Linked DNA regions of Oryctolagus cuniculus: region 2 is linked to region 1. Evidence: chromatin contacts called from public Micro-C data. All regions are on one chromosome and are shown on one strand. The core of a region is the stretch at or near the end of the contact, and the rest is flanking DNA. Distances in the headings are between cores, read along the strand shown.

Region 1 (5,534 bases), core at 2,266-4,765:
ATGCAGACAGGGTGCGTCTGCTGGCTCACTCCCCGAGTCATGCCAAAGCCAGGACGGGGCCAGGTGGAAGCCTGGAGCCAGGAGCTCCATCTGCACTCGGGGACCCGGTCTCAGGGCGTGCATCAGCAGGAGGCTGGACCTAAACCCGGGCACCCTGACGGGACAGGTGCTGGACCAGTGTGCACCCAAGGCGGTGGCAGGTTTAGACGCTAAGTGGAAGCGGGCTCTGCTCGGACTGCGTGGTGGACCCTGGGGATGGAGGCGTAAATCCTTCCCGCAGAGGAGCGCCCAGCACGCACGGAAGTGGCCTGGCCTGGAACCCTCTCAGTTTCGGGGACAGAGCAACCCCAAGGCCAGGCTCGCTGATGGCCTTGTCCATCACAGGGAGGGGACGAGGGGGCAGAGGAAGACCCCCAAGGAGCTGAGTCCCTGTGCATACAGACCCTCCACTCAAACCTCTGGAGCCAGGCGCAAGTGCAAACCCTCCCGAGACCCAGCTCACGTGGCTCTGGCAGGGAGGACCGTCCATCCCGCTGCCCACGGCTGCCGGCTCTCCCCGCTCGGTGTGCAGAGCCCCTGTGGGCTTCTGGTGGAAGCTGGCTTTAGGAAGACCAGCCAGGCCGTGTGCACTGCAGATGGAAAAGACCAGAGGCAGGCACGGCCCCGGGATCCAGCAGACAAGGTGCCAAGGGGGAGGGGAGTGCAACCCAGCAGGGAACCCACGAGGCCGTGGTGGGGGCACCTGGGGTCATGGGAAGGGGGCTCGGTCAGGCCACACCTGGGTGCCAGGCCCAGGGGAGGCAGAGCCCAGTCTTTGGGGGTCACCTTCCATAGCCAGGGTGCTCAGAGCAGAGCCGGGCACCAGCTCACAGGGGGCCCTGGTGCAGCCTTCCCTCCCCTGGGCTGCTGGAGCCTGCCCAGGCTCTGGCTGTGCCCTGAGGCCACTGCCTGGGGTGCAGGGGTGGGGCACAGGTCTGCAGCCCTACAGCCCCCACAGCAGGGAGACCCTCACGCACGTCCCCCTACTCCCGAGGGTCAAGCCCCAGTTTGGCGAGCAAGGCACTCCAGGCTTCAGACTGAGCTGAGCGTTGGGGCCTGCGGCCAGGGGCAGCGTGCAGAGCCCCTCTGAGTGTCCCGGCTGAGCAGGACAGCCTGAGGCTGGTGCTGGACCCAGGTCCTTGGGGAGGACAACGGACGGCTCCAAGTGTCACCACAGAGAGCCGGAGTGGATCGAGGGTGGAATCCTGGGGGCCGAAGGCAGCCCCTCCTGCGGCTCTGCCCGGCTTCCTCCCAGCTGTGACTTGGCAGCCACTGGCAGGAAGAGCCCCAGCCCTAACCTTGACCGCCCACCTGCCGCTGCCGCTGCCATCAGCCTCACCTCCCCCGCTGACCACGGGGCCTCCACTCCCCTAAAGCCCTAGGCCACCTCGACACCTCCTGGGTGTCCCAGGCCCACACCAGCCCACACCCTCGCTGCCCGGGCATCTCACGGCCAACCAGACCGCGCCCTTGTCCGCCAGGGCCAGGCCATCATGGCTGTAGCACTCAGGCATGGAGGGGAGCTGGGACGGTGGTGGCTCTGCCTGCCCGGTCTCTGTAAGACAGAGAAGCAAACCCACATCTCCAGCAGCCAGGACAGGCAGCCGCAGGGCGCAGGGCCCCAGAAATGCGTGGCCCCCACACCCACCTCTCCCTGGGGCCCTGGGACTCTGGGTCACAGGAGCCCGAGCCCAGGCCCAACAGCCCTTTCTCCCTGGCTCCCGGCTCTGGCCAGCTGGGGCAGGTAGCCTGTATTGTCCCGGAGGAGCGGCGGGGCCCTGCCAACCACACCCATCCTCCCAAACAGCCAGGAACCAGCAGGGAAAACCACACCTGGCGGGGCTCACCACCCCAGCCCTGGGTGCACTCTGCCTTGGTCATTTGTTCCAGGTCCTGCCCTGGGCACCGGGGTAAACCAGGGCCTGGCAGCCAGCACCGGGGGCCAGGGTGCAGGGCTCCCTGGCCGGGGGGGGGGGGGGGGGTGGCGTGCAGCAGCTCCTCTGCTCCCGCCCCCAAGCAAGCTCCGCCCTGCCTGCACCCATGCCCCTGCCCTCCACAGGGCCTCCACTCACCTAGAGCCCTAGGCCACCACGACACCTGCCCCTTGCGGGACCCCTCCCAATGAGGGACAGATCAGGAAACCGCCCAGGCGCAGGCTCACAGACGCCAAGTGGCAGGGCTGGGATTTGAACTCAGGTCTGAGTCCGCTCTCATTCCAGGGCAGGACCAGCTCCGATGCCGTGCCTTCGATCAGGAGTCCGTAACCGTAATCCTAACCCTAGTGGGGGGAGGGGCACCCCAGCCCCCTCCCCCCCATACCCCAGTCTGCGCTGGAGCCATGGCCTCCCCTGCACTCCCTCAAACACAGGTGGGACTTCGGGATCCAAGACACAGCCCTGCCTGAAAGCAGAGGGTGGGAGCCACCAGGGCCCAGCCCCAGGACACAGGCCTGGGAGGCGTCCTGGCTGCCTGCTCTGACCTGAGCGGTCACTCTGGGGTGCGGAGCCATGGTGCACAGTCCGGCTTGGAGCCACCAGACACAGGCTGCCCGCCGATCCCGCCGAGAGGTCTGGAGGGTCCAAGCGCTCAAGCCACAAAAGGGTCTCCGTGGAGCCTCCTCCTGGCTGAAGCCCCTGGCACTCCGGGTGCACACAGCCCTGCCTGTGGCCCAGGGAGACCACACAAAGCGCTGGGGCCGCCGGCCAGGTGCTCCTGACCCCGCTGCTGAGGCAGAGCCAGGCCAGGCCCAGGCAAGAAGGAGCAGGCCCCGAGGGCAGCGGCACCGGGCCGGTGAGTCACGGAAGGCCACGCAGGGCGACAGCGGGGAGGGCACGTCTGGCCCCTCGCACCGGCTCCCAAAGCCGGGCTCTCAGGAAGGGCTCTGGGCAAAGGCGGCGGCCGCCTGCGGGTCCTATCGCCACTCTGGGGGCCCCAGACACCCCGGCTGCCGCGCGGGGTTACCGCGGTTCCCCCCCATTGCGGCCGACCAGACCTCGGGGCCCGCCTGGCGCAGAAGCGAGAGCAGGAGGCCCGGCGGATCCCGGGAAGGGCCCCCTTCCACAGACCCCGCCGGCCCCCGCACGCCGCCTCCTCCTCCTCCTCCCCGCCCCTTCCCGCAGCTCCTCGCCACCACCCGCAGCCGGGGCCACGCCCGCCCCGCGCCGCCGCATGGCTTTGTTTCTCCAGCTTCCAGAGTCACGTGGAGGGAGCCGGGAAACCTGCGGAGAATCCCCAGCCAGAAACCGGGCCACGCGAGGCCTCCGCAGCCGGGCCCGCGCCCCGCGCAGAGCCCCGGCTCCCGCACGCACACTAGAGCGCCGGCTCCGCGCGCGGGGCAGACGGAAGGCAGGGCGCGCGGCCAGCGCGGGGGGCAGCGCGGCGGGACGGTGCGTGCAGATTTCGGCTGGGGGCGGGGAAGCTCCTGATTGGAGCGCGCCGGGCGTGATGTCACGTCCGGCGGGGGAAGCCCTGCCTCGGCGCCCCCTCCCCGGCCCCCGCCCCGCCCCCACAGGTGGTGCCGCCGCCCTGGGCGCCGGCGAGGGGGGCCGCCCTGGGGACCCCGGACGCGCGGTTCGCACTGCCCCCGGCTCCTCCCGCCGCGCCCGAGCAGCCGGCCGGTTGGCGCGGGCGGGGTGAGCCTCGGGTGTCCCGAGAGCCGAGGAGCCCCGGTGCGCCCCGGATCGTGCCCCGCCCCTCCCCTCTCCCGCGGCCGCCGAGGGGCCGGGCCGGCGGCGGGGGAGGCGCCGAGCCGGGGCTGCGCGCTCGCCCGCCGCGCTCTGGGCGGCCCGACCGAGCGGCCGGACCGAGCGCCCCGCGCGCCCCGCGCCTCCGTCGCCGCCGGCTTTGTTGTCTCCGCCTGCGGACCGCGCGCCGCGCGTCGGGACCTTGGCTCTGCCCTTCTCGGACGGGGGCTGCGCGGGGCCCGGCCGGGATCCGAACGGGGCGCGGGCGGGCGGCTGGGGGCGCCGCCGCCGCGCCATGGCGCTCCGGGCCCGACGCTGGTGGCTGCTGTGCGCGGCCGCCGCGCTCGTCTCCTGCGCCCGCGGGGACCCCGCCAGCAAAAGCCGGAGCTGCAGCGAAGTCCGCCAGATCTACGGGGCCAAGGGCTTCAGCCTGAGCGACGTGCCCCAGGCGGAGATCTCGGGTGAGTGAGGCCCGCACCCCAGCGCCCCGCGGCTCCCCGCGCGGCCACTCGCGCGGAACACCGGCCCGGCTGGCCCGCACCCCCACGGCCCTCGCTGCCCCGCTCCGCGCCCGCGGTCCCCGGGCGCACGCCGGCCCTTCTCGGCGAAGCTGCTCTCGCCGGGCTGCGGGCCAGGCGGTCCCCCTCTCGGCGCGCTCCTCCCGGGGGCAGCCAGCCGGCCGCCCTCGCCGCGGGGCGGGCTGACCTGCCCGGGGCTGCCCGCAGAGTCTCTGGCGACGGGAGCCTGAGTGGGTCTTGCGGGTGGACCCCCCCCCCCGAACCCGGTGGCGGACGGGGAAACGGGGTCCGGACTGCGCGACCCGAGCCGGCGGGCGGAACGTGGCGCTGCGCAGGAATTCTGCTCTCCAACTTGTGCCCGCCCGCGCCCCCGCCCTTGCGAGCGCCGGGCCCCGCCGGGCACTGCGGCCGCCTGGGACTGCGAGGCCAGCTGCAGGTGGTCGGCGCCTTGGATCCCGCCCAGGGCCTGCCCTGCCTTTGTCGGAGCGGCGCGCTCGTTCGCTCGCCGCGGCCGCCTCAGCCCTGCAGCTGCCTGCAGGCGCAGCCCCTCCCTGCCGCCCGAAGAGCTCCAGGGACGGAGTGCCTGTGGGGTGGGGCGGTGGGCGCAGCTTTCCGAGGCCCGCCCAGACCCCCGCGTCCCCCTCAAACGAGTGTAAAGCCTCGCTGGCCACTGTGAGCCGGAGCTCGGCACCCCTGGTTCCGGGTGGGCGGGCGCGCCCAGATGGTGACATGGGGATGGCAGGTGCCCACTGCCGGGTGGGGGGTGCTCTGTGGCCTGCCATGCCCCCGGCACCCGCCCCAGGACAGGCCTTCCCCTGCCTCCCTCTGCAGATGCAGGCCTGGTCGTCAGCCCTGGACCAGCCCGTCTGGGAGGCTGCACACCTGGGTGCCCGGCAGCACCCGGCCCTGGCAGTGTCGGGCTCACGCCCTGCCTCCTCCCCTACACGAGCATGAACTTGACCTGGGCGTCCCTGGCATTGCTGCCGAATCCGGGGGTGGCTGAGGAGCTGCCCCCGCTCTGGGGCTCAGCTGTGGCATCCGCCGGCTGCCCTGAGCTTGCTCGCCGCTGCTGGCCGCTATCCCACTGAGGCAGACAGAAGCAGAGTTTGGGCAGCCGTAGGGGTGAGGAGGGGGAGGGCTGGGCCGGTGGGCCTGGGGCTTGTCCCCTTGGACAGGGAGCACAGTGGGACAGGGACCAGCGAGTGGTGTTGGTTTCTACGTGGAGGGGTGGGGGTGCCGCCCTCCCCCAGGCCTGTGAGGCGGGGGCAACCTCCCTGCTTGCCTGTGCCCTGCA
Region 2 (5,534 bases), core at 1,263-3,762, 63 kb before region 1:
GTCAAGGCCGACGAGGCTCCCTGTGCGTGCCGGGCACTGACCTTGTGCAAGGGGCACCACCAGACAAGACGAAGCCTGGCGGGAGTCGCTGGGGCACTGCCTGCGCCGGGCTCACAGCAGGGTGAGGGGGGAGAGCCTGGCCCTCACCCAGCCCCGCCGCCCCCCTGTCTGGGCCATGTGTACCTCCAGCTGGAGGAGTCTCACCCGGTTCCGGGGTGGTCGACGGTTCTTCCTGCAAACCCACGGAGAGGATGGGAAGGGGCGGAATGGCAGCCGTGGAAAGCTGGGCGCCCTCGTGCCTCTGGCCTTTCTGTGTTGTTGTTACTGCTTAATTGTACACATGTTTGGCACGTGGTACATGAGGGATGTAAGAGTGAGTCAGGCTAGTCAGCATTTGAGCACTTGTTAAATTTTTGATGAGTACTTAAGGATCACCCGTATTTCTGGGAGCACTCAGTGCATCGCCGCGCTCCCATCAATCAGGGTGACTGACGCCTCCTGCCCTGGCACTGCCTCGCGCCTGCGCCCTTCCAGACCCCGGTGCTTGAGAGCTACGCTCACCCCTGCCAGTGGCCAGTCCTGGCCAGGGCGCCTTCTCCGGGGATGCCCAGCCCCTGAAACACCCACACGGCCCCTTCCACAGACTCCCCAAGCCCTCCCTGGTTGGAGGCTCCTGGCAGGCCCCCCAGGTCCCAGAGCCCCAGAGGGTGGGGAAGAACAGACCCTGGGGAGCACCCACCCAGCCTGCCTTCAAAGGACTGCTCCCAGCACCAGGGGGCGCTCACGCTCAAGGAAGGGCCCCAGGAAGGCTCCGGGAAGGCAGCGTCTTCCTAAGGCCTGGCCTTCTCTCTGCGGTCCTCAGCTGACCTGGCGCTGGCTCTGGGGCAGCTGTGGCGCCTGACCGGGCTGATGGTGCAGGCTCGGGAGCCCCCGCAGGAGGGAGGGGCTGAGGAGTGGCCCACCCCTGGCTCACAGGGGCTGTGCAGTCCCTCCTGCAGCCAGGGCTGGCACCCATCACCTGAACAAGGGCCCTGTGCTCACGCGGGGCGGGCAGGGCCTGCCTGTCACAGGTGCTCTCCTTGGTGGGGGGGACAGAGGTGCTGTGGCGATGCACTCGCCTAGATCCCAGCTCAGCAGGATGCAGGGCGGGCGGAGGGCTGAACCCAGCCTGTCCGACGTCGCACCGCCTGGACATGGCTGAACCGCACGGCTGTCCCATTACCAACACTTGTGAGCGCAAACTCCCAGTCTCCTGCTGCGCTGAACGCTGACAGCCTGGGGAAGCAGGGACTCATGCTTGGCCCCTGCAGTGGCCGTGCCCGGTGCTGGCAGGCACGGGCTCCTTGTCTGTAAACCACACGGATAACCCCGGGGTCATCGTGGCTCCCGGGCCGCTGTGTGCATCTGGAGCGCCCAGAGGCCAATGCCCTACGAAGCTGAGCTGCTGGGACCAGGGCTGGGGTCAGTGTTCTGCCGGAGCCCCCTGCCCTCCTGCTCTGCACCCTCCACGGCAGGCCCATGAATCCCCGTGCAGAAAAGTCACCAAATCCCTCAGCCACAGGGAAGTTCACTCTGGACACCGACACCAAACGTGGGTGTCCTTGAATCCCCTAGCACGGGGGTGACCTGTGAGGCCCCAATGCCTCTGGGGGCGCTGGCAACTGAGCGTTTTCCCAGGATGCCTTGCTGCTTGCTGTGAGCCCACCTGCGGGTTCCGGCCAGCCACCAAGCTGGGCCAGAAGAGGGAGCGGATGGGGGGACACAGGGTGATGCAGGTACTGGCAGCCCCAGCCTGTGGCTTCCGTGGCTGGGTGCAGCCAACAACCCCAGGCCCTGCACACACTCCCCAGGGCTGCTTCTGGGGCCAGGCCTGGACCCCTGTCCCCAGCAATGCGGCCTTCTCTCTGCTGCGTGACCCCAGACAAGGTCACAGGCCTCCTGGGCTGAAAACAGACCCTGCTGCCGGACACCCGGACAGCCGGTCAGGCGGCCCCGGAGGCCTGATCCTGGGCCCAGTAGGGGCGGGCGCATGGCTGCTGCCAGCCCCTCCTCGTGACTGCCCTCTGTCCCCAAGTCGGTCCATACCCGGCGGCCGGGCAGCCGCGGGCAGAAGTTACAGGCAGTTTCCAGGACAGCAGCGCGACGTGCATAGCGTGAAACGAACGGATCGAGTCCCCCACAGCGCAGGCGCTACCACCACGCCGGAGCCGAATCCTCACCGGAGACCAGCTGTGCCAAGTCGGCAAGAACCCCCGCGGGGCACTGGGGAAGTGGAGTGGAGACCCCGCCCACCTCAGGGACAGAGCCTTGACCCAACCCGCGCTGCTGTCACTCCCTGCCCAAATCCTGGGGACGGAAGGGAGCACAGCACGTGTCGCTGAGACCTCCGGGTGCAGCGTGGGCCTTGGTGTGCGCCATGCGTCTCGGTGTGCGTCTCCCTGTGCGTCTCGGTGTGCGTCATGGGTCTCCGTGTGCGTCTCGGTGTGCGTCATGGGTCTCCGTGTGCGTCTCCCTGTGCGTCTCCCTGTGCGTCTCGGTGTGCATCATGGGTCTCCATGTGCGTCTCGGTGTGCGTCTCCGTGTGCGCTTTGTGTCTCGTTCCCTCTCGGAGTTTCCTCCCAGCATGTGCAGGGTCAACACCACACCCATGCTTTTTCCCTGCCCGTGGGCACCCCATCTTTCGCCGGCTCCAAGGGGGCCGCTCCCGGCCCAGGACCCTCTGGGACCCCCTCATGCCCACCTCCATGGGGGCTGTCCCAGCCCCGTGGCCCCATGGAGGCTTCCAGCAGCGCCCGGTTCCAGCCTGCCTTCCCCCCACCCTCGCAGACGCCCTGGCCTCCCAACCCCTGTCTCCCTGCCTGGGGCGCCTCTCTGGGTTATGGATTCCCGCCCACTCCGGGCCCCCGGGACAGCAGCGGCCTTCCTGGGCCGGAGCCGAGCGCGGGGCCGCGGCAGGCCCAGCTGTGTCCTGCTGAAGGGCTGCTGACAGCGTGCAGCTGGTGTGTGGCGGCAGGCGGGGGCGGCGGCACCTGTCGCTGTGCCCATCACACAGAGCCGGAGGTCTGCCTGGGGCGGGGGGCGGGGCCGCAGTTCCCGCCTCTCGCAGCCGGCTGGCCCTGCAGCCGGGGACCCCTGCGAACACGCAGCAGGGTTCGCTCCTTCCGGCCCCGCGCAGGACAGGACGCGGTACCCAAGGGCCCCATCCTTGCTGCTGCGCACACGGAGCCGGCGGTGGGGTCCCGGGCTCAGCGTGGAGCTCCTGCAGGGGGCGCACCTGAGGTCCCGGCTCTCCTTCCGGCCCCTCCCCCCCAGCCTTTTCCGGGGGCCACTGTGGCCTGGCGGGGCTAAGCCCTGCTTCTGCTCTGCGTGCGCGAAGGGGCTCCAGCGGCTGCCTGGGCCTGGGCAGTGAGGGGGCCATGAGGGGGACCTGGCAGTGACCAGCCTCAGCCTGAAGCTCCTGGGCCGGGAAGCATCCGGGTCTTCCCTGCTCCTGCGGGGACCCCTGTGTGTTGCACGGCGTCCCCTCTCCCTTTGCCCAGAGGCCCAAGCACCCTGCTGGCCTGCTGGCCTGTCCCCTCCGGCCTCCCGTGCAGGGGGCGGGGCGGGGGCTGCCGCCTTCCCTGTCTCCCATCGGGCCAGATGCTGCTGGCTGGTCCCTGGAGGATGCGTCCTGAGGGCTGCCTGCTCCTGGCGAGACACAGCGCTTGCAGGCTCCGGCTGGACCCTGGGTCCTTTAAGTCCCTGACTGATGGGGCAGCCCGCGGGTTCTTCCTTCCCGTTTGTTCCCAGTGTCAGGAGCCCTTCCTGGTGGTTGGGAGGACACTGTGGGTTCAGAGTGGACAGCACAGGAGGGCGTCCCCGTCCGCCCGCGCCCCCGTTTCTGTTGGTTTGGGGTTTATCCTGCTGACGGTCGGAAAGCAAGCAGCACGTTTGCCTACCTCCAGGCCACAGACCCCGGCTTAGGCCTGGCTTTGCTCCTCACGCTGAGTGCCCAGCACCCCTGCACCTGGCCCCTCGCACCCACCGCGCTGCTCTCCCTGGGGGCCGACCTGGAGACCGGCAGGCTCCCTCGGTGGGCGTCTTCCAGTTTTGGTACCACAGCGCACAGCCTGGTGCAGACGCCGGGGGGTTGCCAGCCTGGTGTCGGCACATGTCAACAGTGGCGGCCTCCGTGGGTCAGAGGTCACAAGTCCAACGCGGTGCACATGGTAGCACTGATGTCGCCCATGGATGCTACAGCGCTGTGCACCCCGCCCCCAGGAAGCGAGGAGGAGACCTGGCGTCGTCGGCCCAGCACACAGCTGTCAGGTGTCAGGCCTCTGGGTGACTGCCACCTCGTAGGGGAGAAACGGAATCTGGGCGTTGATTTAATTCACCTTAAAAAAAAAGATTTATTTATTTATTTATTTATTTGAAAGGCAGAGTTACAGAAAGGCAGAGGCAGAGGGAGACAGAGAGGTCTTCCATCTGCTGGTTCACTCCCCAGATGACCACAACAACCAGAACTGCGCCAATCCGAAGCCAGGAGCCCGGAGCCCGGAGCCCAGAGCCCGGAGCTTCCTGTGGGTCTCCCACGCGGGTGCAGGGGCCCAAGCACTTGAGCCATCTTCTACTGCTTTCCCAGGCCATCGCAGAGAGCTGGATCGGAAATGGAGCAGCTGGGACTTGAACCGGTGCCCATGTGGGATGCAGGCACTGCAGACGGCGGCTTTACCCGCTACGCCACAGCGCCGGCCCTAACACCTGTCTTTTCTACAAACAAGGTTGGGGCACCTTTGCAGATTTTAAGGGACATTCGCATTTTCCCTTTTACAAAGTGTGTCCTGCACTGCTGGGGCCTTCCTCTCGTTCAGGAGCCGTCTGTGTTGGCAACGTGAGCCCTGTCTCTGACGTTAGCCGACGCTGAGTGTGTGTTCCAGTTTTCTCGTTTTGGTTTTACACAGGTGAATGCCTGCGTCTTGGCTTCACTGCTCTCAGGGGTACAATGTTTTCCCGGGACCGGCCTTGGGGCCCACTGCTCTCACGCCAGCACCCAGTACTGTACCGGCTCCTCCGCTTGCACCCAGCTCCCTGCTGAGGCCTGGGAAGGCAGCAGAAGGTGGCCCAAATGTGAGGGCCCCAGCACCCACGCAGAGACCCAGGTGGAGCTCCTGGCTTCGGCCTGGCCCAGCCCCAGCTATTGCGGTCATTTGGGGAGACCTCCCGCCATCTCTCTCTCCCTATCTGTTTCACTCCCTTTCAGATAAATAAGGAAATGGGCGTATTTTAAGTTAGCGCTCCCGGCGCCGGGGTGCAGAGGAAGCGGCCACATTCACCTGATTTCCCAGGACCCCTGTGCTGCCCTGACGCACGGCGCCCGCGAGGAGCGGGTCTGCCCTCGTCTCTGGGCACCTGACCACTGTGGGGCCCACACCCATTGACCGACAGTCCTGTCCCACTCTGCTGGGCGCCCAGCACCTCCCGTGCCCAGGGTTCTGCTGCTGAGCACTCTGGGAGTGACCCTCGGGTCCCCCTGCCCTTTGCCCTTTGCCCTT

The links. A called contact is a pair of places that touch in the nucleus more often than the background predicts.
Region 2: a Micro-C map of ear pinna shows a contact between it and region 1, with 18 times the contacts expected there. The contact joins the enhancer-like site here to the promoter of GPC1 in region 1. A contact is called at or near these places in 4 of 6 Hi-C or Micro-C datasets (ear pinna, liver, skin fibroblasts and 1 more).

The regions. Positions count from the first base shown.
Region 1 is chr3:940,943-946,476 of mOryCun1.1, reverse strand. It overlaps GPC1 (glypican 1), which reads left to right and starts at 3,515. Exons shown (of 9, transcript XM_051839349.2): 1 at 3,515-4,183. The coding sequence starts at 4,018.
Region 2 is chr3:1,002,504-1,008,037 of mOryCun1.1, reverse strand. No RefSeq gene overlaps it. Among named protein-coding and RNA genes, the nearest start is that of OTOS, 37 kb to the left of the region's middle. Within about 2 kb of position 2,512, at least 2 of the 8 cell types and tissues checked have an H3K27ac peak or open chromatin away from gene starts, as enhancers often do.